2 separate regions of the Mus musculus genome follow, and region 1 is linked to region 2. A link is a contact called in public promoter capture Hi-C data. All regions are on one chromosome and are shown on one strand. The core of a region is the stretch at or near the end of the contact, and the rest is flanking DNA. Distances in the headings are between cores, read along the strand shown.

Region 1 (5,907 bases), core at 3,362-5,861, 340 kb after region 2:
GCATATGATAATGCTCTCTGACATTTGCTTTTTTTGTATCATAGCATGTCCTGGAAATCACTGTGTATTTGTTCACAGAAGTCTGCCTTATTCTTTTTTATAGTCTTGCTGACAGTGTTTTGTCAAGCTTTTGAGTTTTTGCCAGTTTGTGGAGGGATAAATAGTATCTCTGTAGTTTTAATTTGAAACGGAGTGAAACTTAACATCTTTACACACACTTACGGGCTCTTTTTGGAGTGTTACTGGGAATTGTTTATAGTTTGGCCCATTTCTTAGAGATCCCCCCCCTTAGTGTTTAAGTTTTTTACATACCAGGAATATCTTTCCTTAACTTACATATATGGACATAAAATTTCCTTCAATTTGCCATGTGTGGACATCTCTATTTTCGTAAGATAAACAGAGTCAAATCTGACCAGTTCAATCACTTTTTAAAGGTGTGTGTGTGTGTGTGTGTGTGTGTGTGTGTGTGTGTGTGTGGTATATGCACATGTGTCCACCAGAGGACATCTAGTGTTCTGCTCTGTCACTCTCTGACTTACTTCCTTGAGACAGGGTCTCTCACTAAACCTGGAGTGAGGCTGGCAGCCAGTAAGCCCCAGCGATCCTCCTGTCCCCAGAGTTCTAGGTGTTGAAGATATGTGTCCCCACGCATGGCTTATACAGTGCTGAGATGGAACTTCATATATGCTGAGCAAGCACAAGGAGGACACGGGGTGTTTGGAGGGTGTAAATGGGACTCAACGGACAGTGACGGGGGCTGAGCTAGGCTTGCTTATAGAGCTAGCTGTGCAACACTTGTGGGTCTCGAGTCTTCTCTGATCTTTCCTTCCCTTAGAGAGCACAGCCAAGAACTTCTCCTAGTGTTCCACCTGATCCCTCCTGCTGACTTGTGCAGAGGCTGAGGCCTGGCTGTCTCTGCTAGGTTGTGCCACGGTTACTGATTCCTGTTTGCTATCCTGACTCTACGAAACTAGACTGCTGGTGTATCCATGAAGTGTTTGCTAGTGGATCAAGCTGCTGCTGCTGACTTGTGAACTGAACTGCCGATTTCCAGACAACACAGACAGGAGTTACTCCAAAGAACCTTTGTAAACAGGTCCCACTTCTCCCATAGCCTTTCTTCCCCACTACCTCTGGTTGGTGGTGGGCTACAAGGGATGTTAAAGCATTTAAGAACCATCATTAAAAGTAGGATTTGAAAAAAATTACAGTGTGGGGCTTCCAAACTTTTACACTTAGTCCATACTTGTTTATTGGCCTGGAGGCCAATTGTGGGGTCCTTGGCTGGCATTCTTGCCTTGAACACTGTGTAAATGCATTTTCTTGCTGCCTTACTTTTTTGCATTTCTCTTAGGAAGTGTGATCCTGCCTGCTGCATCTTTATGTCTTCCTTGCCTTTGAATTATAACAGTGTGTGTGTGTGTGTGTGTGTGGTGTGATATGTGTATGTGTAAGTGTGTGTGTCATGGCATGCATGTGAAGATTAGAGGATTATTTCCTGTGTGGGCTCACACTTTCCACCCTGCTGGAGATTTGGTTTCTTTGTTGCTAGCTGGCCTGCAACCTTCTGGGAATTCTCCTATCTCCATCTCCCGCCTCATGAGAGGAACAGCTGTGAGTCCAGTCATGCACTGCCTTGTCAGACTTCCTGGGGATCTGAACTCAGCTCTTTACACTGGCATAGCAAACACGTTAGCTACTGAGGCACTGAGGCCTTCGGCTGGTTTAAGTAAGAGGTATCTAATACAAGCGCTAAGGTATGTCTTGGCTATTCCACACCATTTTCCCCAAGGTGCATGGGATTCACCTTTGATGTGTAGTGTTGAAATTTCCTTTACTCCTGGAGTACTTTGCAGATGAAAATTGTTGAAAGATGCCTACTAAACTGGAAAGTACTTTCAGAGGGTGATGATGTTGGGCTCAAATCCGGAGTCTTGCTCATGGTAGGTAAGAACTTAGCCCTGAGTTACATCCCAGCAGAGGTGAACGTTTTGGGGTGTGTGTGCGGAGGATGATAGTGTTATTTTGAGACAAGGTTTCTTTCTCTGTGTAGCCCTGGCTGTCCTGGAACTCTCTCAATAGACCAGGTTGGCCTTGAATCTAGAGATTACCTGCCTCTGCCTCCTGCTTGTTGACATTAAAGGTGTGTGCCACCACCAGCTCAGATCTTAACATCTTAATATCAAACTTTGTTTTACTTTTAAAGTTTCCTTCTCAGGGATTCCAATTCAATGGACTTGGCTCCTCTTCCCTGGCTCTCAACAACTTATATCTGAAGCTTTTAACTTATTTTTTCTCATCTCCAATCTCCTCCCTCCCTCCTTCCTGACCTTTTTCTTTTCTCCCCATCCTTCCCTTTTTGTATGTGATGTGTGTATAGTGTGCACATGTGTATATGCATGTTTGATTGTGCATGTATTCATACATGCACACAAAGGCCAGAGCTTACATGTTCCTGTTGGGTGGGGACATGGCATACATGCATACGTGTATGTGTGGAGGCCAGAGGTTGACCTGTGGTGTGGCCTTTGACAGCTCTTTACCTTATGTACTGAAACGAGTCTCTTACTTACACCAAAGCTTGCTGGTTCTCAGCTTGTTGAGCTAGTCAGCTTGCCCTGGAGACTACCTGCCTCTACCTCCCATGCACAGTATCACGGTAGGCTACCAAGCCTGCCCACATTTTAGGTGGGTTCCTGGGGTTCTAACTCCTGGTCCTCACATGCAAGTACTTCAACTGCTGAGCCATCGCTCCAGACTATAATTATTATTTCTTCTTCCCCCCTCCCTCCCCCTCCCCTTCCTCTTCTTCTTCCCCTTCTTCCCCTTCTTCCCCTTCTTCTTCTTCTTCTTCTTCTTCCTCTTCTTCTTCTTCTTCTTCTTCTTCTTCTTCTTCTTCTTCTTCTTCTTCTTCTTCTTCTTCCTCCTCCTCCTCCTCCTCCTCCTTGTTCTTCTGTCTCTATCTCTGTCTTTTTCTGTCTCTCTCTGTCTCTCTGTCTCTGTCTCTCTGTTTCTGTCTCTCTGTCTCTCATTTAGCAATCTTCCTGGCTCAACCTCCCGAATGCTGAGATTACAGGTGACACAACCACCATCAGTCAATGTGTGTGTGTGTGTGTGTGCTCGTGCCTGTGTGTGTGCATGTGTGTGTTGGGGAGCATAATCAGATGAAATGTTAGGATTCCTCTTCCACACTCAGCAATATGACTAACTTTCTGTTTTGCTTTTGTAGTAGCAGTTTTGCTGTCCTTTGACTTCTCAGATAGGAAGCATTTGGAGGCAGGGCTCCGGGTGGGGACTTTCTCTTCTGTCCTCTGCAGTTTTCAACAGATACTGATGCTGATGCTATGCTGGGGGAGGGGCCACTTGCTTGTCTCTTTCCTGCTCTTTGGGGTTTGTCCTGCTTCCTCTTCTTTCCCTTCACTCCCAGGCCTCTGAGGGGCAACAGTTGTTCCCACTTATCTGACTGTCCCCAAGACTCTTGGGTGTTTTCAAGCCTGTCATCTCTTCAGTATTTTACAAATCTCTTCCCTGGTCAGTACAGTGCTCGGATTCTAGTACTTGGAACGGAACTTCTTAGGGTATGAGAAACCTGTCTTCTGTGAAGGGTGTTTGCAGAATGGGGTGCCTGGTGGAATGGGGTGCCTGGTGGAATGGGATGTCTTCAGGAATGGGGTGTCTTCAGGAATGGGGTGTCTGGTGGAACTAAGAGGCTTTCCCTTCTCACTTCTGAGAAGTCTGAAGTTCAGGTGAGGCTCAGAATCCTGGTAGCCCAAGGCTTGCGGTGCTCTTTGTTCAGGATTGGGCAGACTGCCGCCCAGGGAGTTCCTTCCTCCTGCAGTGTGGGCAGATCTCAGAAATATTTGCAGGCTCTCAAGTACTGGAAATTCTTTTCCAGACACAGGGACTTAGAGTCACAAGGTCATGGACAAGGTTACAGTCACCAGAGCTGCTGTCAGGGAACTCGCTGCTGCCTGCTCTATTAAGTGGGTTACTATGCTCACCTCATTCCTTCAAGAAAGCAACCAATAAAAAACCGAAAAGATTTAAAAACATAAATTACCATCTATCTCCCCTCTTTTTCACGTTTATTTAAAACCACCACCATTCCATTTTGCTTTTAAGAGCAGGAAGGGTCATCCTTACAAGCAAGCGCCTTGAAATCTACCTTCCCTGTCTTAGTCTTGTTCAGACCACAGGGCAGTGCATTCCTGTTATCCCAGGACTCAGAAGTCTGATGCAAAAGGAGTGCTGCGAGATTGAGGCCAGCATGGGCTGGATGGTGAGTTCGAGGTCAGTCTGGATTATAGGATGAGACCTTATATTAAAAAAGAGAAAGCACAAATAAAAAATAAAAACCCAAGAACCCACTATTGCCCAAATAGTGAATGTGACGGATGGCGGGCCGGGGCGATCTCTGCAGACTGGCCCATTCCAAGTCTTTGGGGAACCGCGCGTCCGCGCCCGCTGCCTCCACCTGCCACTCCCGGGGGCGCGCAGTGGGCGGGGCGCCGCTGCCATGGAGACTCGGCTCCGCCCCCGCGCCCGCCCCTCAGCGTCGATTGGTCGCCCTTTGCTCCCTGACCCCGCCGCTGGGCCGCCGCTTCCTGCCGGGCGCCGAGCGCCGAGCGCCGAGCGCCGCCCGCCGAGCGCCGCGTCTTCCCGCGCCGCCGCCCCGAGCTCCGCCCGCCGCGCGCTCCGCCCGCCGCGCCGCCAGGCTGCCCGGCGGCCGCCCAGAGCGAGGATGCGGCGGCGCTCGCGGATGCTGCTGTGCTTCGCGCTGCTCTGGGTCCTGGGCATCGCCTACTACATGTACTCGGGGGGCGGCTCCGCGCTGGCCGCGGGCGGGGGCGGCGCCGGCAGGAAGGTGAGTGCCGCGAGGCCTGTGCGCCGACCCGGGCCTGCAGCGGGGAGGCGCCGTGCACCGAGAGTGCTCCCCGGCTCGGGGCAGCAGATGTGGGGACCCTGGCCGGGACGCGCGCCTCAAGTTTTCTCCGGGCCCTCAGGCCAGCGGCGCGAGCTCCGGCCCTGTCCGGCTCACCCGCGGCTCTGGGTGCAGCGACTTGCCTCCCGCATGCGGGGCGCGGGCACCCGGAGCCACGTACCGCCCTGCGCCAGGATCTTGGAGGCTGTTATCTCGCTGGCGACACTGCGCTCCACTCCCTGTGCCGGGATCATAGGGACAACCCTTCCGCCGGACTCCCTGCCCCCTGCTCCGTACTCCGCCCAGATCACCCCGGAGCCCCACTCCCTGCTCCGGGATCTTGGGGATCGTTGTCACCCGAAACCCGGTGCTCCCCGAGCCACATTCCGCCCAACTGGAACCCGCGACCCTCTCGTCTTGCGCCCAGATCTTGGGGACCTTGGTCGGGCTGGAACCCTGGTGCTCCAGTGATCAGAGGCGTGATCCCTCCCTATCCTCCCCATCCAGCACCCCGGCAGTGAGGTCGTACCGTGGTTCTGTCAGACCTCCCGTTCTACTTGCTACACTGCCCACCTCGGCCCTTGGCCGCTCACGGCGGCGGGAACTACCTAGCCTTTTGCGCTTGCATTTCCTAACCCCAAGTCCGCATTTCCTAACCCCAAGTCCCTCCTCGGTGTGTGTCTCTGGTGGGTTCGGTAGTGAGGCCGGGAGTCTTAGAGCTTACAGGTTCTGATTCGGCAGTCATCTCGGCTTGGGTACCGAGTGGACACCGAGCGAGCGTGGGATCCTTGCCTTGGTTGGTGCTGTCTAGGCTGTTGTATTCTCTCCTGAGGGGTTTGTGGTGTTTTACTAGCTAACGAGCTTCGAAATATAGTTATCTTTTCCAAAGATTTGTAGCCCTCCTTACTTGATTTTGAGTAACAGTACACGACCAGAAAAGAATGGAGGTAGATCGCGGCTTAGGGAGATAGGGGGTAGAATCT
Region 2 (5,802 bases), core at 604-3,103:
GCGTGTGGCAGGGCATAGCCCTCATAGATGGGCACGTTGTGGGTGACACCGTCCCCAGAATCCAACACGATGCCTGTGCAGGGGAGAGGCAGTATGTGAGTGGAGGGGACCAGCAGGCGGCGCAGGTCGGGATACTGCAGAGGATTAAAAAGCGGGGCTGGAATGTTGGAGCAATCCTACCAGGGCCAGCGTGGGCCATGTGTGGGCCATGTGTGAGCGCTTACCGGTGGTACGGCCGGAAGCATAGAGGGACAGCACCGCCTGGATAGCCACATACATGGCAGGCACGTTGAAGGTCTCAAACATGATTTGAGTCATCTTCTCCCGGTTAGCTTTGGGGTTCAGGGGGGCCTCGGTGAGCAGAGTCGGGTGCTCCTCAGGGGCCACACGCAGCTCATTGTAGAAGGTGTGGTGCCAGATCTTCTCCATGTCGTCCCAGTTGGTGATGATGCCATGTTCAATGGGGTACTTCAGGGTCAGGATACCTCGCTTGCTCTGGGCCTCATCACCCACGTAGGAGTCCTTCTGACCCATACCTACCATGACACCCTGCAGATAGAGACATCAGACACTTGTTACTACAGCCAGGGGTGAGGAGAACATTGGCTGGATTCAGAGAGCCTATCTTTCCCTGCCAGCAGCCTGACCTGGTGACGGGGTCGGCCCACGATGGATGGGAACACAGCCCTGGGGGCATCATCCCCGGCAAAGCCAGCTTTCACCAGGCCAGAGCCGTTGTCACACACAAGAGCGGTGGTCTCGTCTTCGTCGCACATGGTGTCTAGTTTCTGCAAAGACAAGGTGTTGAGTGCTGTGTATATGTGATGGGGGGGGGGGGTTAGGGTGAGGCTCCGCTTAACCCATCTTCACTTTGGAGATCCAAAAACTCCTTTCCCCCTTCCCCTTCCTTGCACGGGGGTCAGAGGATGCTCTTCCAGCTTAAGGCTGTGCTTTCGCTATGGGGGAGCTGTCTGTGGATCACACTAAGTCCTCCAACTAGGCATGCAGGGGATATCCTGAGACCCTCTACATTCATTGTAGGCCACCACACACACCACAGCTAGCACTAGTCCTATCCTCTCTGCTCACAATCTCATCTGTGAAGGAGGTATTAAGGCACGCTGCCCACCACCTGCCTGTCCTGTGAGAGGGTCGAGGATTCTGCCCGGGGAAGGGCGATATTGTCACAACTATGGAAAAGCTGTTGAACACTCACAGCATCCCAAACTCAGAAGAAACCCTTCCACCTGTCTCCCATTTCAGAGAAGAGTAGCCAGGGTTGCTGCCCTTTAGAAAAGCCTTGATCTCAAAGGGAGTCGCCCCAAGGCTAAGGCCAGGCTTGACTCTCTCCAAGCTCATCTTCAAATCAGTCTCCCAGGAGCTGGGGTGTAGCTCAGTGGGAGATCCAGCCAACCTCTTGCATCACAAGAGCCCAGATTTGATCCCAGCAGAGAAAGAGGGGAAAGGGGAATGAAAAGCCGGAAAGAAATCTCAACCAACCAGAGGCTGGCGTGTGGCTCAGTAGGAGAGCACCGGCTTGTTCACTTGCAGGACTTGGATTTAGTCCCCAGTAAGAGGGGAGGGAGGAGTCTGCGGGTGGTAATGGATAGATGTCAGACCCCCAGGCATATCCTAAATGCCCAGTCAGCAGCCCAAATGGGCTGGATGTGAGTTTGGAGAAATTTCCAGAACTCAGTGCTAAATACAAGCCCAAGGCTCAATAGCTTTCTTTGCTGGGTCTCCAGGTCACCCTCCCCACCTCCACCCTACCTGCTGCTCTGACTCTGGCCCTGGGTGCCGAGGGTAGGAAGTGAGGCTTCACGTCCGTGTGACCGCCTGTCCCCTTGCACAGGTTTTTATATAGTCCCGGGAGCTCTCCCCACACCGCCCCGAAGGAATGTTGCTGCCCTTCCCAAGCCATATTTGGGTGTCGGGCACTAGAGTCCCTTCCTTCGGCTGGTTCTCAGCCTGGGTCCCCGCCCGGGTCTCCTGCACTGACCAAAGAAGGAGAGGACTGGCCCTGGCCCAGGTAGCTAGGACCGGACCAGGCCGTATATGGAGAGTATCCCCAGCTGTCTGCCCCTCCCAACTGGCTCCAAGGCTCACGGAAGGGCTGTGCTGGGCCAAAGGTCACTGCTTTGCAGACTGCTGGTCTGTACTTCCCAAGATTTACCTGTTTGAAAGGTCTCCCCAGTTCTGCCCACCTGGACACACGATTGCTGACCTGCCACAATGCACCCCATTTATGGGTTCTTAACTCAGACTACTAAGCCTTGATGCTTAAGCTCAGGGGAGGTAGCCCTGTGGTCAGGTGAGCCGGGAGGAGTCATGGGCTCCAGGTAGGGATGGAAAATAAGCCCCACATTTGAACTCCATTTTCTTTCCCACTTTGAAGCTCCCCCAATCCAGAGATCTGACACACATCACCCCCATTCACCCCCACAAGGCTGTCAGTCAGTGTAGGATATGCAGCTGTCACTGGGCAGACAACTGGTGGAAGAGGGGGAGGAGGTAGTGAGAGGAGGCATGGGGACTATGTGGCCCTGGCACACAGAATGGGAGGCCAGGGCATTAGAGCTGTCCCTGCATTCTGCAGTGTACTCTTGAAAGGAATGGAAGGGTCAGTGTGTGTGTGTGTGTGTGTGTGTGTGTGTGTGTGTGTGTGTGTGTAAATCCCAAACTCGGGATTGACCGTCATCGAGTTGGCTAGGCTGAGCAAATGCTACCCCTTCTTTGGTGGCACTAAGCTTCCCTCCCCTGGGTCTGAAAGAAGGATCATACCTGGAACTGTTGGGACCTAGAGGGGGCTGAGGCAGAGAGAGGTGCTGATGAAGATATACCTTCTAAGGAGCACTAAGACCTTACACTGGTGCCCAGGAGCGGCCCCTCCCAGGCAGACTCATCTTTATATTTAGAGGATGATGCCCGTCAGCCCGGCTGCTTCCCATGCACCTTGGGGCCACCACCTGCCAGGCTTGTGTGGGTTCTATTTATACCGCTGATAGATGGGAATCTGCTTTTGGGTTTCTAGAAGGAGCAACTTATGGAAGCTGGGATGGGGGTGAGTAGAGGTCATCTCTTGGCGCCTGTCTCAATTTGGGCAGGGAGAGGGATAAGAAAGCCCAAAGGAAAAGTGTTCTGTGACCAAACAGGCGACATGCTTTGAGGGGTGTGCATCAGAGCCAAGCCACCATGGAGCCATTCACTTTTCTGATGGCTTAAGCGCTCCCAAAATAGCTGTTCCCATTTGGAGTGGAACTTAGCAGCTGGGACAGGTGCAGAGCCTCTGAGAGCAGAGGCTCCATGAAGCGATTTCAGGATCCCACACAGCTCTTCCTAAACCTGAGCTGCACTGCCTAACGGGCATCAGCTCTGTGGCTTTGCCTGTGCCCTGGGCCAGGACCTGGAACTGTTAAAAAGAAGCAAGCAGCAAATGCAGACTATGGTCAGCTTTGGGGGTGCTTACATTTGGGGCATGGATGTAGGGAGAATTGTCCAGGTGACTGGACCTCATCGGGCCGGGCTGTACATACCGCCCCAGACTCTCGAAAGCTCTTGCTTATCCCACTATGCAGATTTCTCAGCTTTGCGTGACAGCATAAAGTGGACCTTGAACGCAGTGGTTTGCGAACTACAGGAAACCTGCGGCCCCACACCTGGCGCAGCAGCAGGCAGGTGAGTAGGCAGGTAAACTCTAGGTTCAGCTGCACCCTTTCCTTTCCTGACAGTTTTTCTCTGGAATCCCGGCTAGGTTCTCGCCGGCTGTCTTCTTGCTGGGCCCTTAAATGCTTGTGTGCAGGGCACTTACGCCACCATGCGACACACCCACACCTCTTCTTAATCTCCCCCCCCCCCCCTTTGCCCCTTTACCCCTCACATCCTGTAAGTCCTTGCGGTATCTACCAGAAGCAAACAGGACAACTAACAGGCAGCACGGCAATCCCTCAGTCCTGTTGCAGCCTAGGCTTGTATTAGCATCAGTCTGTCTTTCCCTAGTGAGCAGCAGCACAGGTCGGCTCTACCCTTTCAACTCTTGCAGCAGCAGTTCTGGAACCTCAGAGCCTGACAGGGAAGGCACGCGTGTCACAGGACAGGACAGGACAGGAGAGGGAGCTGGTCCCCTCTCCACTCACACTGGGGACTGAATTCGGGCTGGGCGGCCGAGCGTAAGGAGCTGGTTCTTACAAGTGAAAAGCAGACAAAAAGAAAACCTCGTTTTTATTAAGGCAATGCAGATGCATGCAAGGACCTGCCATCCCAGCAGGAGAAGGAAAACTGGAGCTCCTCTGAGAACAGAAGTCCAAAGGTGTGCTAAGTACTCACCATTGCCCACACAATACAAAAGGTGGTCGACTGAAGCTCATTTCAAAACAGAAGCCCAGCTTCCAGGTCCACCAGTTACTTGTGTTTATTTTGGATATGAGCTCAATGTCAGGCTTCACACGCCTTAAAAAAATTGTTCTAGCCAGGGCTGGTGTGTACACTTGCAGTTTTAGGACTTGGGAAGCTGAGGCACAGGGGCTGAGAGTTTGAGGCCAGCCAGAGTTTATATGCACATATCATACACATATGATAAATATATACAACATATATACACATTGTTTTTCAACATATATTGTATTTTATACATGAATATTATGCCATTCTGAGGACAGACTGGCAGTGGTGGGGGAGGCCACACTGGGAACACTCAGAATGTGGGACCAACCATGACAGCCCGAAACACCATGAATTTGTCTTGCAGACCTCTGGCTCTCCCCATAGCATCCAGTCAAGAGAATAAAACAACAAAACCTTTCCCCCTGTGCTCTGTACAGGTTGCCAGGGCCCTTTCAGGTCCTGACTGACTCACACATCCTCAGAATACAGCACACTCACCTCAGGGACAAGGGTGGCTGCTGCCATTCACAGTCCTAACTAGTTCATGCTGAACTAACGGATAGGCCAACAAGAGAAGGATCCCAAGAATGTACACCGGGTACCAGGAGACAGTCTTAGCTACCTGACTTAGAAACAAATCATTCATTCTTCAGAGATGGATTATGTGACCAGTTTTTAAAACTTAGGAGGGAAAGATATTCAACACTGAAAGTCTTAATTTCATTTTTACTGCTGGAGTAAGTTTACATGCCAACCATTCTGAAGCTGCGATAGTTGCCATAAAGGTTTAGCCCCCTTCTTCAGACAGGTAGGCCATGGCCAGAGCTCTCAGAGCAACATCTCTGGGTAGACCAGCCTTGGCATTACGATGTTTAGGAAGGGACCGTCTACGGTGAGACTAGAAACCATCCTAGGTTTATGAGTCAATACTGGGGTCACAGACAATGCCAGTACCATATCTGGTAGCAATGACAACTTACTGACAGCTCAGAAAGCCACACAAACATCTTACTAAAACACTTTAAGACTTATCCATTATTGATGGATGCAGTGGCCCACACTTTTAATCCTTTAATTTTACACACACACACACACACACACACACACACACACACACACACACACACATATATATATGGCTTTTTTGGCTTTTAAGTTTTAACTTTTTTTTTAAAAAAGATTTATTTTATATATGTGAGTACACTGTCACTGTCTTCAGACACACCAGAAGAGGGCCCTGGGACCTATTACAGATGGTAGTGAGCCACCATGTGGTTGCTGGGAATTGAATTCAAGTCCTCTGGAAGAGTAGACAGCGCTCTTAACCACTGAGCCATCTCTCCAGCCCTGCCCCTTGCTTGTAATTTTTAAATCAATGTAGGAAGTGAGAACATTCCCAGTGAGTTACCAGCTGCCCACCCT

Evidence for each region. Promoter capture Hi-C pulls out the DNA fragments that hold promoters and counts their contacts.
Region 1: a promoter capture Hi-C map of stem cell-derived epiblast-like cells shows a contact between it and region 2, with 2.5 times the contacts expected there. The contact joins the promoter of Galnt2 here to the promoter of Acta1 in region 2. A contact is called at or near these places in 2 of 39 promoter capture datasets (liver and stem cell-derived epiblast-like cells).

What each region holds. Positions count from the first base shown.
Region 1 is chr8:124,226,783-124,232,689 of GRCm38.p6, forward strand. Galnt2 (polypeptide N-acetylgalactosaminyltransferase 2) reads left to right here and starts at 4,612. Exons shown (of 16, transcript NM_139272.2): 1 at 4,612-4,867. The coding sequence starts at 4,745.
Region 2 is chr8:123,892,922-123,898,723 of GRCm38.p6, forward strand. It overlaps Acta1 (actin, alpha 1, skeletal muscle), which reads right to left and starts at 1,854. Exons shown (of 7, transcript NM_009606.3): 1 at 1,771-1,854; 2 at 648-788; 3 at 225-549; 4 at 1-73. The coding sequence starts at 776. It overlaps Gm29773 (a long non-coding RNA gene), which reads left to right and starts at 1,855. Exons shown (of 3, transcript XR_879336.3): 1 at 1,855-3,445; 2 at 3,576-3,675. Nup133 (nucleoporin 133) reads right to left here. Exons shown (of 26, transcript NM_172288.2): 26 at 4,202-5,802.